Linked DNA regions of Sus scrofa: region 1 is linked to region 2. The links are chromatin contacts, called in public targeted proximity ligation maps. All regions are on one chromosome and are shown on one strand. The core of a region is the stretch at or near the end of the contact, and the rest is flanking DNA. Distances in the headings are between cores, read along the strand shown. Region 1 has its middle 17 kb from the start of WNT7B. Region 2 holds the start of TTC38 (tetratricopeptide repeat protein 38).

What was found.
Region 1: a targeted proximity ligation map of alveolar macrophages shows a contact between it and region 2. A contact is called at or near these places in 4 of 5 promoter capture datasets (fetal liver, fetal skeletal muscle, liver and 1 more), 12 of 47 Hi-C or Micro-C datasets (alveolar macrophages, embryonic fibroblasts, fibroblasts and 7 more) and 2 of 2 datasets of targeted methods (alveolar macrophages and skeletal muscle).

What each region holds. Positions count from the first base shown.
Region 1 is chr5:3,503,110-3,505,809 of Sscrofa11.1, reverse strand. No RefSeq gene overlaps it. Among named protein-coding and RNA genes, the nearest start is that of WNT7B, 17 kb to the left of the region's middle.
Region 2 is chr5:3,269,474-3,272,173 of Sscrofa11.1, reverse strand. It overlaps TTC38 (tetratricopeptide repeat protein 38), which reads left to right and starts at 1,359. Exons shown (of 13, transcript XM_021091377.1): 1 at 1,359-1,452; 2 at 2,473-2,550. The coding sequence starts at 1,420. It overlaps PKDREJ (polycystic kidney disease and receptor for egg jelly-related protein), which reads right to left and starts at 1,421. Exons shown (of 5, transcript XM_021093095.1): 1 at 1,377-1,421. The coding sequence starts at 1,421.

The DNA.
Region 1 (2,700 bases), core at 45-2,544, 230 kb before region 2:
GACACGTCCACACACACAAACTCAGACACTCAGAGACACACACGGAAACACACAAACACAGACACACAAACTCAGACACTCAGAGACACACTCACACGGAAACAAACACAGACATACTCAGACACACACACAAGCTCAGATACACACTCAGACATAGACACACAGAGACACACACTCGGACACACCCAGAGACACACACACACACACACCCACTCACTCTCTGAGGACTGGGGACTGTGCTGTGTCCCAGCTCACTCACTCAGCCGTCCTATGTAGCCACATCATGAGGCCGTCTAGGTACCAGCGTCCCCACTGAAAGTTTTGGAGCTACAGGAATAAGCAGAAACGTAGCACCTTTCCCTTGGCAAAAAAAACCCAAACATGAAGCCAAATCTGGCAGGAGACAAACGCCAGGGGAGCTGCACACACCGCCCCGTGCAGGTGGGAGGCAAAGTCTCAGAGCCAGAGAGTCCCGGGGGGCTTCCCGAGGCAGCGCCTCCCGCCAAGTGAGCCAGGACCCTGGGGAGCCGTGTGGCTGGGCCTGGGCGGGTGCTGAGGCCTGGGGACCGCAGGCAGGGGGCTGAGCCTGGGGGCCTGGGGGGTGGTCTGTGCACGGAGCTGGGCTCAGGAGGGGCAGCTCCGCTCTCTGAACCCTGAGTCTCTGGCTCTCGGCTCCTCCCATCGGCTCAGTGGCAGCCTCCTGGCCCGCAGGCCTCGTGGCTGGGCCGGGTCCTGTTGGGGAGCCAGGCCTGGGGTCCCAGAGGCGGGGGGCCATCAGTGGCTTTGACCTCCACCCATCACTGGCATGCCCTGCCCCCAGCTGCCAGGGCCCCGACCCCAGAGAGAGCAGAGGGGTCTGTGGGCTGGCCCCCAGGTATCCACCTGGAGAGCTGTCGCCTACGGCCCAGGCTAGGACACAGCGGGGCTCCTGCGGTGGCCCTGCCTTCCTGCAGGGGTTGGTTCCAGGGCTGGGAAACCACGGAGATGAGAGCATAGGGGTACGGCTTCACAGAGGCGCACAGACAGGGGGTCAGGGGCTGGGGGATGCGAGAGCAGAGCCCGGAGCAAGTGGGGTGGGGGGCTCTGGGGAGCTCGTCCACGGTCCCACTGGATCCAGCAGGGACCCCATCAGGCAGGTCCCAGCACAGGTTCAAGCCTGTTGGGGCGGGCGGACAGCAGGTGAACCCCCGACAGAGTAGCCGCCGTGGAAGGCCGCCGGCGCTGAGACCAGGAGGAAGCGGCCTTGCAGGGGCCTGGAAGCAAGCGGCCGGCAGAGGGCACAGCCAGTGCCAAGGCCCGGCAGTAGGCAGCCGCTGTGCAGGGCCGAGGGCAAGGGCGGCAGGAGAGGGCAGGCAGGAGGCTGAGATCCTCTGACGTCCCCCACCCCACCTCCCAGGCAGGGGCCAAGGGCCTCTTGTCATTTTAAGGCTGAAAGGAATCAGTCTGTTTCAGCTGGAGGCACCTCCTCTGGGAATCTGGCGCCTAAATCACAGCGGCTGGCGGCGGGTTCATTCCAGGACACGCTCTCTTCTGAGTTCCGGCTTCCTGTGTGGCTGAGATGGGGGGGGGGGGGTCTGGCCCGGGGCCACCCTTCCCCACGCCAGCGCATTGTCTGCCCCGCGGCCGGCCGGAAGCGGCTCCTGCCCAGGCGGGCGGGGCCTTGGGGACCGTGAACCCGGCTCCACAGCTGCGCAGAGGCCGCCCAGGCCCCCGCACACCCGCCTCCGCCTCCACCCACGGCTCACAGCCCTGGATGGTGGGATTGGGAGAGGGCAAGCCACCAGCCCCCAGCCCTGCCCCAGGGCCACCCCGATCCTAAAGCGAGGGGGCTGGAGCCCCCCAGGCTGGGGCCCCCTCCCTGTCCTTCTGGCCACTCAGCTGTCCCCATAATCACCTCTTCAACCAGCTGGGGAGTGACAACCCCACTGCCTGGTCCCCTCTCAGCCTGGACAGAGGGGAGAAAGCTAAGATCCCACCGACAAGTGAGATGACTCCAAGGTGGCCACAGCCCCCCCACCCCACCCTGGAGGAGAATGGTCCAGTTCTCAGGTACCCAGCCCTGGGCCCAAGGGACCTTGGACCTTAGACACCAAGCGCAGGGGCTGGTGGGTGGGCCAGTGCAGAGGTCAGACCTGGGAACGCGTAGTGTCCCCTGGTCCCCATGGCACGCACCCTGGGCTGCAGCTGCAAGGGCCGAGAGGCCCCCTCCTCCAGGCAGCCTCTCCTGATGCACCTCTTTCCCCCCAAGGCTCTCACAGCCCCCAGACTTTTTCCATCATCCTGCCTCTTGCCTAGACTGACTTCCTTGGGACAGAAGCCTGGGGTGCCTGCAGGGCACTGTCTCTGAAAAGAGGCGAAAGCTTAGCAGTGGGGGTGCGTGGGTACTTTTGCTATGCGCTTCCTGCCTTCTGCACTCAGAAGCCTGGGGACCAGGCCAAGAATCAGATCAGGAGGAGAAACAGAAGTGACACCGGCCGCCGCCCCTGTGCTGCGTGCTGGGTCTTCCATCCTGCAGCCTCTGATGATGCTCTGACCTCCAAGGCAACAAGCCCATGGGTGGAGGGGCAGCCTTGACACCGCCCATGAGAGGGGAGCCTTGACACCGCCATGAGATGAGGAGCAGGGATTTGGGCCCAAGCCAAGGGCGTGAGCATCCCAGGCCCTGCTGGCCTGTTTCCCAAGGACAGAATTCCATATCAT
Region 2 (2,700 bases), core at 110-2,609:
AGATGGCCGACGACCACGGCAAGTGGGGCCTCAGAGGCCGTGGCCACATATTTAAATTTTATCTCAAGTGGGTTGGAAAGTCTTCGGAGGGTGTTGAGCCGGGAAAGGCCCCGCTCTGGTTTCCAGTTTGGAAGCCTCCTTCTGCTGTGAGGGAAATAGATCGTACATAGTTAGAGGGAAAGGACAGAGGCCAAATTGGGGGTGTGGGCAGTGAAATCAAAGGGGCAGGCCAGGAGTTCCTGTCCTGGCTCAGCAGTTAACAAACCCAACTAGCATCCCTGAGGACTCGAGTTCCATCCCTGGCCTAGCTCAGTGAACAGTTAAGTATCCAGCGTTGCTGAGAACTGTGGTGTGGGTTGCAGACATGGTTCCGATCTGGCGTTGCTGTGGCTGTGGTGTAGGCCGGCAGCTACATCTCCAATTGAACCCTTAGCCTGGGAACCTCCATATGCTGCGAGTGGGGCCCTAAAAAGACAAAAAAGAAAAAGACAGGCTTGGGGCTGCTGCAAGAAACAATTGGTGTGTAAATGAGCCAATGCTGACTTGGTTAGGGTTTGTGATGGTGGAGGCGGTGAGCCCTGGGAACTCAGAAAGATGGCTCTCTTTAACGGCTTGGCTGTCAGAGGACTGGCTACATGATTTTCAGGGCCCAGTGAGGAATGACATGTGGGGCCCTTGTTCCAAACCTGCTAAGGACTTCAAGTCAGAGGCAGCAGAGCTTTCAGCCAAGCGGGGTGGGCTTCTAAGTGTGAGGCCCTGCGCAGCTGCCCAGGTTGCACACCCATAGCCACGCCAAGGCTTTCCTACCACAGCCTTTTGTTGCCTCTGGGCCCCAGGCCCTCCAGGGAGCTCCAGAAGGCCCTGCTACTTGTTGGGGTGAGGGGAAGGGGAGGGGAAATGCCGCATCGCAAAGTTTTGGTCTCCAAAGACACTCTCCCCGCCACTTCAGCCTCTACCCTGACAGGTTGCAGGGCGAGGCGCCCCCGCAGGTCAGAATAACCTCTGAGTGTTTGTGCGCGCGGCTTCCGGGTGGGGCTGTAAGAGCCTGAAAGCGACCGCCGTCCCGAGGATCCCCTGCTCCCATCGGGACTTTGCAGTCGCCTCCCAGAGGGTCCCCACAAGGAGACCCCTGCCCGTCCTCTACCCTGCCGCCCCAGGCTCTGTGTCTGATGCGGGAGCCGGGCGCATACACGGAGGCTAACACCCAAGCCGCCTGCCCGGAACCGACCCGGTTCCCAGAGCCCCCGAGGTGGGAGCCCCGGGGCCGCGGAGATGGGGGGGGCCTTGCGGAGCGGGGAACGCGAGTCCAAAGCCGACCAGTGAGCGAGCGGGGGGCGTGTCCGCCCCGCCCCCAGGCCTCCAGGCCCCGCCCCCACCCGGAAGGCCGCGGCGTTGGTGCCGCGACACCGACCGTGCACCATGGCCGCGGCCGCGCCGCTGCGTGACTGCCAGGTACGCGGAGGCCGCCCCCCGCCCGCTTCCCCGCGGCCCGGCGACCCGGGGGAGCCCTGGCGTCCTGGGGAACAAGGGATCGGACCTGCCGGGGGTCTGGCGGGGGCGTGGCCTCCGGGAGGCGGGCGCGCGCCCTGGGCGCTCGGAAGGGACCTGAGGGCCCTCCGGTGGGGCCGCCACCCAGGGAAACCTGCGGCGCGGGGCGGGGTACCCGGGAGGCCCCGGCCCCTCTTGAAAAGTTTAGCTCCTCAACCCCGGCACAGCAAGGACGCTGGGCATTAGTGAGCGTCTCCTTGGGGACCCACCAGGGCAGGGAGCCTGGGTCCATTTTGCAGATGAGGACGGGGAGTTCAGAGGAGCGAGGGACCCTGACCACAGCCAAGCAATGCGCATCCCGAGGGGCCGCCCGCTGTGCTGGACAGAGTAAGGGAGATTTCCCCTGTCCGGGACAGGCTGTGCGTCCCTGGCAGGACACCGGGAGCCGCCGTTACAGTGGACAGTTCTGCCACTTGGAGACATTTCCACTGTTTGAATCGTGGGGTAAAGCAGGGAGATGAGAAGCATTGCTTCCGTGGTTGGTGGATCGTGTGCCCCTTGCCAGCCAGGCGGGAAGACCGCAGTCCTGGTTTTGCACTCCAGCGCTCGCCCCCCTTCCGCCCAGCAGCCTGATCCGGGACTCCCACTTTAGTGAGAGTCTGCTCCCTGGGGGACACTGTATAGTCACCCAGCAATCCTCCTGAGCCCCATTTCACAGGGGGGCCAGCCAAGGGTCCCAGGGAGGACTTTGCCTGGGGACACACAGCTCCTTAGAGGCCCCTGGGACTTGCATCGGATCTGCCGCCTGCAGGGCTCACCTTCTCTGCTCTGCACCCTCTGTGAAATCGGGGAGCCCAGCTTGCCCCCCAAGAACAGGTCTTACAGAGGATGCTAGGCATTAGCATCTTTGTTGCTTGGGGGGTCGGGGTTCGTGTGTTTGTTTGGAGGGCTCCATGGAGTAAGAGTCCATCTTGCTGTGTGCAGGCATGGAAGGATACCGGGCTCCCGCTCTCCACCACAAGCAATGAGGCCTGTAAGCTGTTTGATGCCACCCTGACTCAGGTATGCCCGTGGGGAGAAGTGGTGGCGCCTTCTGTAATGGTCCAGGGGCAGGTGTCTTCAACTGGTGATTTTTTTTTTTCTCTCACTTAAAAAATTTTTTCGGTGCATCTTACAGCTGCATTCATTCGTGCCCCAAGGAAATGGAACTTC